Regions from separate parts of the Pan troglodytes genome. Here all the other regions are linked to region 3. A link is a contact called in public Hi-C and HiChIP or PLAC-seq data. All regions are on one chromosome and are shown on one strand. Each heading gives the region's core, a stretch centred on a gene start, on an enhancer-like site or on the middle of the called end of the contact. The rest is flanking DNA. Distances are from core to core; before and after follow the strand shown. Region 1 holds the start of UCK1 (uridine-cytidine kinase 1). Region 2 overlaps RAPGEF1 (Rap guanine nucleotide exchange factor 1). Region 3 holds the start of RAPGEF1 (Rap guanine nucleotide exchange factor 1).

The links. Hi-C and Micro-C count contacts between places; a contact is called where the count stands out from the background. HiChIP or PLAC-seq counts read pairs in DNA pulled down with a chosen protein or histone mark.
Region 1: a contact with region 3 is called in an H3K4me3 HiChIP or PLAC-seq map of stem cell-derived excitatory neurons, with 6 times the contacts expected there. The contact joins the promoter of UCK1 here to the promoter of RAPGEF1 in region 3. A contact is called at or near these places in 1 of 7 Hi-C or Micro-C datasets (stem cell-derived neural progenitor cells) and 1 of 1 datasets of contacts at active chromatin or transcription factors (stem cell-derived excitatory neurons).
Region 2: a contact with region 3 is called in a Hi-C map of stem cell-derived neural progenitor cells, with 3 times the contacts expected there. The contact joins the enhancer-like site here to the promoter of RAPGEF1 in region 3. A contact is called at or near these places in 5 of 7 Hi-C or Micro-C datasets (blood, induced pluripotent stem cells, a lymphoblastoid cell line and 1 more), 1 of 1 datasets of contacts at active chromatin or transcription factors (stem cell-derived excitatory neurons) and 1 of 1 other capture datasets (stem cell-derived neural stem cells).

The regions. Positions count from the first base shown.
Region 1 is chr11:6,925,664-6,928,363 of NHGRI_mPanTro3-v2.0_pri, reverse strand. It overlaps UCK1 (uridine-cytidine kinase 1), which reads right to left and starts at 1,315. Exons shown (of 7, transcript XM_016961902.4): 1 at 1,074-1,315; 2 at 503-662. The coding sequence starts at 1,181.
Region 2 is chr11:6,849,082-6,851,781 of NHGRI_mPanTro3-v2.0_pri, reverse strand. The region is part of intron 12 of RAPGEF1 (Rap guanine nucleotide exchange factor 1); the gene reads right to left. Among named protein-coding and RNA genes, the nearest start is that of PRRT1B, 54 kb to the left of the region's middle. Within about 2 kb of position 1,266, at least 9 of the 24 cell types and tissues checked have an H3K27ac peak or open chromatin away from gene starts, as enhancers often do. A contact at or near this core is called in induced pluripotent stem cells, stem cell-derived neural progenitor cells and stem cell-derived neural stem cells, where this site is marked.
Region 3 is chr11:6,718,117-6,720,816 of NHGRI_mPanTro3-v2.0_pri, reverse strand. RAPGEF1 (Rap guanine nucleotide exchange factor 1) reads right to left here and starts at 1,430. Exons shown (of 27, transcript XM_063788135.1): 1 at 1,217-1,430. The coding sequence starts at 1,277.

The DNA.
Region 1 (2,700 bases), core at 66-2,565, 210 kb before region 3:
CAGGGTGGAATCTTCTAGCAGTGGCAGGTGTCTCCCTGCCGCATCTGCCCCTGTTTACCTGGCCCGGAGCTTCAGGCCACCAGCGCTAGTTTACCTACCGCCTCCCACACTGGCCTCTCTGAGGACTTTGCCCCAAAGCACGGGAGGGCACAGTGGGCAGAGGTGTGTGTGGAGGGCCCTAAAGGCCCCAACGTGGGAAGGGAAGATGGGAGGATTTCTCCAGGATCACAGTTGTGGCAGGGCAGGGCAGGGCTCCCCACAGTGCAACAGGCTTCCTGACTGGCTCCAACCACGCTCCTGGGGGGGACACTCAGGGCCCAGAGAACTCAGCAAAGTTCCCCTGACTTCACTGTGCGGCCAACTCCACTGCAGGCTGCATGGCGAGTTGTGGGGAACAGCCCAAGCGGGTCTGCATCCATCCAATCTTGGGCCCAAGCGCAGCTGGTTAGCGGCCGCCCAGAATGGGGTCTGCCCTCCCCACACCGTTGGGCTCGCGATTTACCTGGGTGGTCAAAATTGTACTGTCCTTTCAAGGCCTTGGCCTTCTGCTCTGCCGTCAGGACCTTGTAGAACCTGTCCTGGCTCAGGATGACCACCTTCCGCTGCCGCTGTTCCACCTCGTTCTGTCCCAGCAACTCCATGATCTTCTCACACACGGTCGACTGGAGACACAGAAGCGGGATTCCCGCCTGGAACGGCTCGTCCTGTGACAGGCACGGGGCCGGCTTCTGGAGACACTGACCCACCCGTCCCCTGGGGGGTATGCTCGGAAGGCGGGAGGACACCAACAGGTGTGGATGGTCTCAGCGGAAGGGCCGCGGGGGCCCAACGGGGTTAGCACGGACTTGGGGCTCCGAGGAGCCCGGCCGGCGGAGAGGCTGTGGGGGAGCCCCGAGGCCCAGCGCCCCAACCCCTCGCCCGCCCCGGCCCATCGCGGCCCGCAGCCCCTTCGCTCCCGCGCCCTGCCCCTGCCTGGCAGGGGGCCCCTCGGCCGGGGCTGGGGTCTCCTCTCTGGACCGGGCCGCCCGTAGGCACCGGCGAGAGGCGAGACCCCGGCCCGCTCGGCCCCTTACCTTCCCGCTGGCAGTGCCGCCGCTCACCCCTATCAGGAAGGGCCGCTGGTGCGGACGGTCGGCCTCCGGCGCGGGGCTCTCGCAGTCTTCGCCTCCCGCCGAAGCCATCTCGGCCTCCGCTCCCGCGCATCGGGTCCCCGCACCCGCCCCTTCCCCAGGCCCGGCGCGCCCGCCCAGCGCCGAGGTCGGAGGCGACCGGAGCGATCACTTCCGGGAGGCGCGCGGGGCACGCCGGGAGTTGTAGTCCACGGGGGGGGGGGGCGCGCATGCGTGAGGGTGCAGGGCCCGAGGCCGGCACACCAGGAGCGCCCGCGTCCCATTGCGCCGAAAGCTGGCTGGCAGGGACTGCTGCGCCCCGGCCTCGAGCCGGCTACAAGGTCTCAGACTCAAGTGGCCCGGAAGGTGCCCGTTCCGCACCCCGAGGCTGGGGCTGCGCCTTGGTCCGAGTGCTTGCCTCTGCCTCGCGCTGCTTCTGCGCCAGTCCCGGGCCCTCCCCCGGCCGCCCCCGGGCCTGGCCCCCTCCAGCCCAGGCTCCTCTTGGCCATCGAGGCCTCCGGACTGTCCGGACACCTCCCACCCCACCCGCTGCTGGAGCCGTCGGGGCGCCCCGGAACGTGGCGGGGGCTGTCGCCTGATGACTTTAGGCTCGCGCCTACAGCGCGCCAAGGAGGCAGAGGCCCATGTGCCGGGTTCCATCCCTGCCGCCCCCCCGCTCCGTGCCTGGCACAGAGAACGTGACAGGCAAATTCTGATCCATTGAAATTATGGATTTCCAGCCGGGCGCGGTGGCTCACGCCTGTAATCCCAACACTTTGGGAGGCTGAGGCGGGTAGATCACGAGGTCAGGAGATCGAGACCATCCTGGCGAACACGGTGAAACCCCGCCTCTACTAAAAATGCAAAAAATCAGCTGGGCGTGGTGGCGGGCGCCTGTAATCCCAGCTACTTGGGAGGCTGAGGCAGGAGAATCGCTTGAACCCGGGAGGTGGAGGTTGCAGTGAGCCGAGGTGGTGCCACTGCACTCCCGCCTGGGCCACAGAGCAAGACTCCGTCTCAAAAATAAAAAAGAGAGAGAGATAGCTAAGGCCCGGGGCAGAGCATGCTTTTCATATACAAAACAGACAACCTCGGGCGGACGCGGTGGCTCACACCTGTAATCCCAGCACTTTGGGAGGCCGAGGCGGGTGGATCACGAGGTCAGGAGATCGAGACCATCCTGGCTAACATGGTGAAACCCTGTCTGTACTAAAAATACAAAAAATTAGCCGGGCATGGTGGCGGGCGCCTGTGGTCCCAGCTACTCGGGAGGCTGAGGCAGGAGAATGGTGTGAACCCGGGGAGGTGGAGCTTGCAGTGAGCCAAGATCACGCTACTGCACTCCAGCCTGGGGGAAAGAGTGAGACTCTGTCTCAAAAAAAAAAAAGACCCCAAGTCTACAGCCCCAGCCACCTCCTTATCTAATTCTCGCCCTTGGAGGCAAGATTCTCCCTGCCCTAAGTCACCCAGGGCCAGGTATCAGGTGACTAGAGACCACTCTGCAGCCCAGAGCCTGCTAGAATTACTCAAACTAGCCAATTTTAAACTCTTTCCCTGCCCTGCCAGGCCTTTTCCATGGAAACCCCAAGAA
Region 2 (2,700 bases), core at 17-2,516, 130 kb before region 3:
TTCACAGCAATTACCCAGGATGGCGCTGCAGGCCTGGGAGCTCGCTCTGGGCCTTCCTGGGATGGCAGTGGGGTGAAGGGCTTGGCTTTCTGGGTTTTCCATCGATCTCTGGAGGATGCCTGCACACAGCAAGCCTCCCTTACTGGCTGGGAAAGTCCACAGAGAAGACAGCAAGCGGGATGCACTGGCTGAGGGGTGGGACGGCGTGCTGCTGGGGGGGCTGCCTTCAGGGAACCCTTGCATGACTGTTTCAGGGAGTGGCTCAATCTTTTGCAGCCCCAATTCTCAGATCTGCCAGATGTTCATTCCCAATGCCCAGACACTGCCACGAGATTTGCTAAACAGATCCCCCTCACCTTGCCTTGCTGCTGCCTAGTTTAAGGAGTCATGTTCCGCGCTGACTCCTTCTGGAGTCTTGAAATAGCCTCATCGGCGCCCCCATGTAAAGTCACTTTGTGCTTCCATGTGCCCTGCAATAACTCAGCACCTGATTTACACATACACAAATGGCTTTTGTGTCATCACAAACTGTACCAAGTTGGAGAAGTGTCTTCCTAACCAATCACATGGTGTGTTTAGCCGGTTTTAATTCAACAAGGTGAGGGGCAGACTCCCACAGCGTGGTGCCTCTTCCGGGAGACGGCACAGGGCAGCGGCTGACTGCAAGGTCTCCAGTTGCCCCTCATGGCATCTCTGCTTGTGTGCCCTAGTACAAGTGACTGAAGTTCTTGAGCCTCAGCTCAAGCTGTTCATCTTTAAAACGGGGATGAAAACAATAGCCCCTCCCCCATAAGGTTTCTGCGACGTTCCGCGAGACGCAGAGCGCTGCGTGCAAGTCCTCTGCATGGTGCTGGTGCGGACGACCTCTCCGCCAGCAGCAGCCGTCCTCTCCTGCCCTCCCAACAATCCAGGAACTGCCCTAAATAACAGTACTGGGGCATTCAGTAGGGGCCTAATACATATTTGCTGATACGTATTTTAGTAGGCACCTAATACATAGTCTAGGCACTGTATTAAGGTGTCTAGAATATTACCTGACTCACAGCAGCGTCTCAGTTTTGAGTGTGGATGGGTAAGAGACAAACTTCACCCACTGCATGGGTTCAGGTCCAGACACTGGGGAGGGAGGCTCAGGGAAATGACCAGGGGTGTGGGCTGCCAAGGAGGGGGCAGCTAGCAAGGAGAAAGCAAGGAGAGTCGGCCTCTCTTGGACAAAGGGGCCTGGCCTGCTCTGCCTCTGCCTCTGCAGCTGTGAGCTCACGTTCTGGTATTCAAGCTATGCAGTCGTGCTGGGACAAGAGCCAAACTGGAAAGGTACCTTCACGGGGCAGGGAGACACAGGGAAAACCTTCTGATCACCATGAAGCCCTTGCTGTGCCCCTTGGGCTCTGCAGATGCCAGGAGCTGCATCAGGGCTCATGGTCACACCATTTACAACAGGCCCCCATCTCTACCGATTCCCCAGAGCAATACTTCCAGCCCCTTATGATCACGCTTACCCACAGGGGCAGAGAGAAAGGCAGGGCGGGCCATTCCACAGAAACGCCGCCTCATCACAGCCTGGAGTTTATTTTAGGATCTGGCTCGTGCCGGGGTTTGCTTCTGACGAGCTGCTGCTCTCTGTGCAGCAGGAACTTTTATTTATAGCCAGAATAAGACTGTTTGGGCTGAGGATTTTAGAACGGGAAGGGCTGCCTGTCTGAGACTTGCAAACTTCTGCACAAGATCTAGGGGTGCCAGTTAGGAGAGGGGTGCCTGGCCCCCAATGTCAGCCCTGGTCACATAGCCAGTCGAAACACAGCAGGGACTGCCTCATGAGGACGAGAACAACTATTCCTACCTCATGCTTCCTGCTAGGCAGATGAAATGTTGCACGGATCATCTCAATTAACCTACACACAGTGCCTTACTGTTCTTATTACTGATGAAAATACTGAGGCTGGGAGGGGAGACCACATGCCTAATAACACAGCTGGCAAGATGTTGCGTGGGTATGACTGATATCACAATCAGTTCGTGTTTTCTGAAATACTGAGGTGTATCCTGGACGAGACAGGCCCTAACCATTGCAATCCCACAGCTCTGCAGGGTACAGCCTTACCAAATCTGCAGAGTTCCTCAGCTGAGTGCTTTGTGACACCAGGCATGCAAAGCCCAGTAAGCTGAGACTTGATCCATAAGCCAGGATGCAGAGAGGGGTGCACTGGCCAGAGTGTGGCAGGACAGGCAGGGAAAAGGTGGAATCAGTAACCAACTCCTTTGGAAACACACCCCTGAAAGCCACTGGGCCCCGGAGTCGAAACGATGCTGGAGGCTGATGACCTCATATGTGAGCGTGTGGCCAATTCATTAAAAGGCAAAGCTGCCTGAAGCTGGCCAGGCACCAGTTTTTTTTCTCACAAGTAAAATACTTAGAAAAGGCACTAGTTTTTGGTGACACCTTCTCTCTATTATAGTCCTGGCATGGAAAGAGGACTAGGGATGGGCTCTGTGTTGCCTTAGCAAGAAAGCAGGAAACATCTTTTTCTTCCTTTCTTTTTTTGAGACAGGGTCTCGCTCTGTCACCCAGGTTGGAGTGCAGTGATGCGGTCATGGCTCACTGTAGCCTCAACCTCCTGGGTTCAACCGATTCTCCTGCCTCAGCCTCTCAAATAGGGGGGAATATAGGCATGTGTCACCAGGTACAACTGATTTTTTGGA
Region 3 (2,700 bases), core at 181-2,680:
GAATATACTAGGGGCCTGCCGCCCTCTTGCTGCCTGGACAGCCGGAACTCACTGAACCTCTCTGAGCCTGTAAAACTGGGACCATATTCTTTCCCACTGACTAGCTTCAAAAATTTAAGAAGGAATGCATTTTAGGTGCTAAGAGTTAGATATATAGTAAACCCTCAATAAAGCCTACAAAAATGTCCTTCTGTGCTTCAACCACAGCCTGCAAAAGTCATATTGCCTCGTGGGTCCGCTGCAGGGGTGCACCCCACAGAAGTATCCCAGCTTCAACCCAGGAAACATAAGCAACTTCCACAATCAAAGCCACAGACCTCCTTTGCAGCTCCCTAAAAATCTGCTTTCCCTCATTCAGCCGCCAAGCTAACCTGGTACCTGGGTTATGACCACAGGGCATGCTCCCAGTACAGGAGCCCAGGAGCACCCGCCCACTTCACCTTAGACCCAAGAATTCGCATTTGCCCTGCAAGGTGCTGCAGGCTAATAAAGCCTGGGGCCCCACAGGCTCGACAGTCATTGAATCTTTGGAGACTCTATTTCCAGGACAGGCAAACCCAGGGACTCGGAAGGTAACTCCCCCAGATTTCTAGGAACACACAAAGAGACGAGGTCTGCATCAAGATTTACCATCTACTCCAACCCACCGGTCCCCCACCTGCCCTCCTTGCAGAGCTGAGCTTGATCGGGGTGGGGAGGGGAAACTTGACTACCTCCTCAAAATACCCCCACTCATCCAGCCTGCTTCCTTTGAAGCAACCGAAGTGGACGCTTCTCGTTAAACTCGAAGCTCGTTAGAAATGACACATTTTACAGCTCAGCTGGGTTCACCTTCCTAGCGCCGAGCCCAGGCCGGGCACCGAGCGCTGCAGCCGCAGCAGCACGCGGCCCGGGCTGTTCTTCCCCTGCCTGGGGCTCGAGCCATTTTCGGAAGTTCCCGGGGACCGCGGAGCGGCTAGCGCGCCCGGCCCCGGGTTGCAGGGGCCCCGCCCGGCCCGGCCCCTGGCGCCCCCGCAGCGGCCGCTTCCCCCCGCGCCCGGCAGGCAATGGGCCTGGAGGAGAAGCTGCCAGGCGCCCCGGCGAGGCCTCGGTGGCTTCACCCCGCCCCGGCGCACGCAGGGCCGCACATCCCGGGCGACCCGCGCTCGGCCCGGGGAGCGGCGGAGCCCCAGGGCCGGGCCCGGCCGGAGGGAGCCGCCCCACGCCCGCGCCTCACCTGCTTTCTCGATCTTGCCGGACATTTCCGGGCTGCGCCGGAGGCCGAGGCCGCCGCTCATCGGGCCCGGGCCGGGCCGCCGCGGGGCGACAGGGGCGGCGCGCCCGCCGCTCGCCTCGGCCCTGGCTCGCCACGCCTCAGACCCGCGCCGGCATGGCGGGCTCCGCGCGGCCGCGGCCCTGCGCTCGGCGACCGCGCTCCAGCCCGCCCGGGCCCAGCCGCTCCCGCCGCGCCCGCCGCCGCCGCTCCGCCTCCCGCGCGCCCGCCGCCGCTCCCCCGGCCCGCGAGCCGGCCGCAGCGCAGCGACGCCGCCCGCCCGCCCGCCGGGCCTCGGCCGCGGCCACGGCCACAGCGCCACCTGCCGGGCGCCCGCCGCGCCGCCACAGCGCCCCCTGTGGGCCCGGAGCCGCTCGAGCCTCCCGCGCGACGCGCGAGACGCAGCGCCCCCTGCCGAGCCGGAGTCCCCACGCAGGGGCCTGGGGCCTGGGGCCTGGGGTGTGGGGCCGACCCCGCCTGGGACTCCGCATTCCTCTGCTGTGGGACCAGAGTCACCAGCTCCAGACCTGGGACTGACAGCTCCAACCCAGGGTCCTCGGTTGCCCAAGAGCCTGGCCTGCCCCCTCACCAGAGACACAGAGAACCCTCCTGGGTCAGATTTTCCACCCCAGGACGTGGAACTGACGCCCACCCCACCCTAGCATCATCCCGGACCCAGCATCCCCTGTGGGCCAGAGGCTCCACACCAGGGCCTAGAACTCACTGTCACCAGGACTCAACGAGCTCTGCTGGCTGGGAGCCTGTCCTGACCTCCCCCAAACCAGAGATGCAGCACCCCCTTTTTTTTGTTTTGTTTTTTGTTTTTGAGACCGAGTCTCGCTTTGTCGCCAGGCTGGAGAGCAGTGGCGCGATCTCGACTCACTGCAACCTCTGCCTCCCGGGTTCAAGCAATTCTCCTGCCTCAGCCTCCTGAGTAGCTGGGATTACAGGCACATGCCACCATGCCCAGCTAATTTTTGTATTTTTAGTAGAAACGGGGTTTCGCCATGTTGGCCAGGCTGGTCTCGATCTTCTGACCTCATGATCCACCCACCTTGGCCTCCCAAAGTGCTGGGATTACAGGTGTGAACCACTGCACCCTGCCCGCACCCCCTTCTTAATTGGAGACCCCACACCAGGGCCTGGGAGTGGCCTCATAGCACCTCCTGCCAGCCCAGAGGCTCCAGCTGGGGAATGAGTCCACTCTGGCATGAAAGCCCTCTGCTGGCCCAAGGCCTATGCCAAGACGGAGGATTCATTCTCCACCCCAGCCCTGCATGTGGGACTCAGTCACCCTGCCAGCGAGAGCCACCTGTCCCGGGCTGGGGTTGGCCCTACTCAGGCCTAAATGTCCCCTGAGGCCTAGAGCCTCCATGCTGGCCTGGGCCCAACTCCCTCAGGGACACAGCACACCCTGCCTGCCCTGCTTATTTGACACCCAGAAGGGC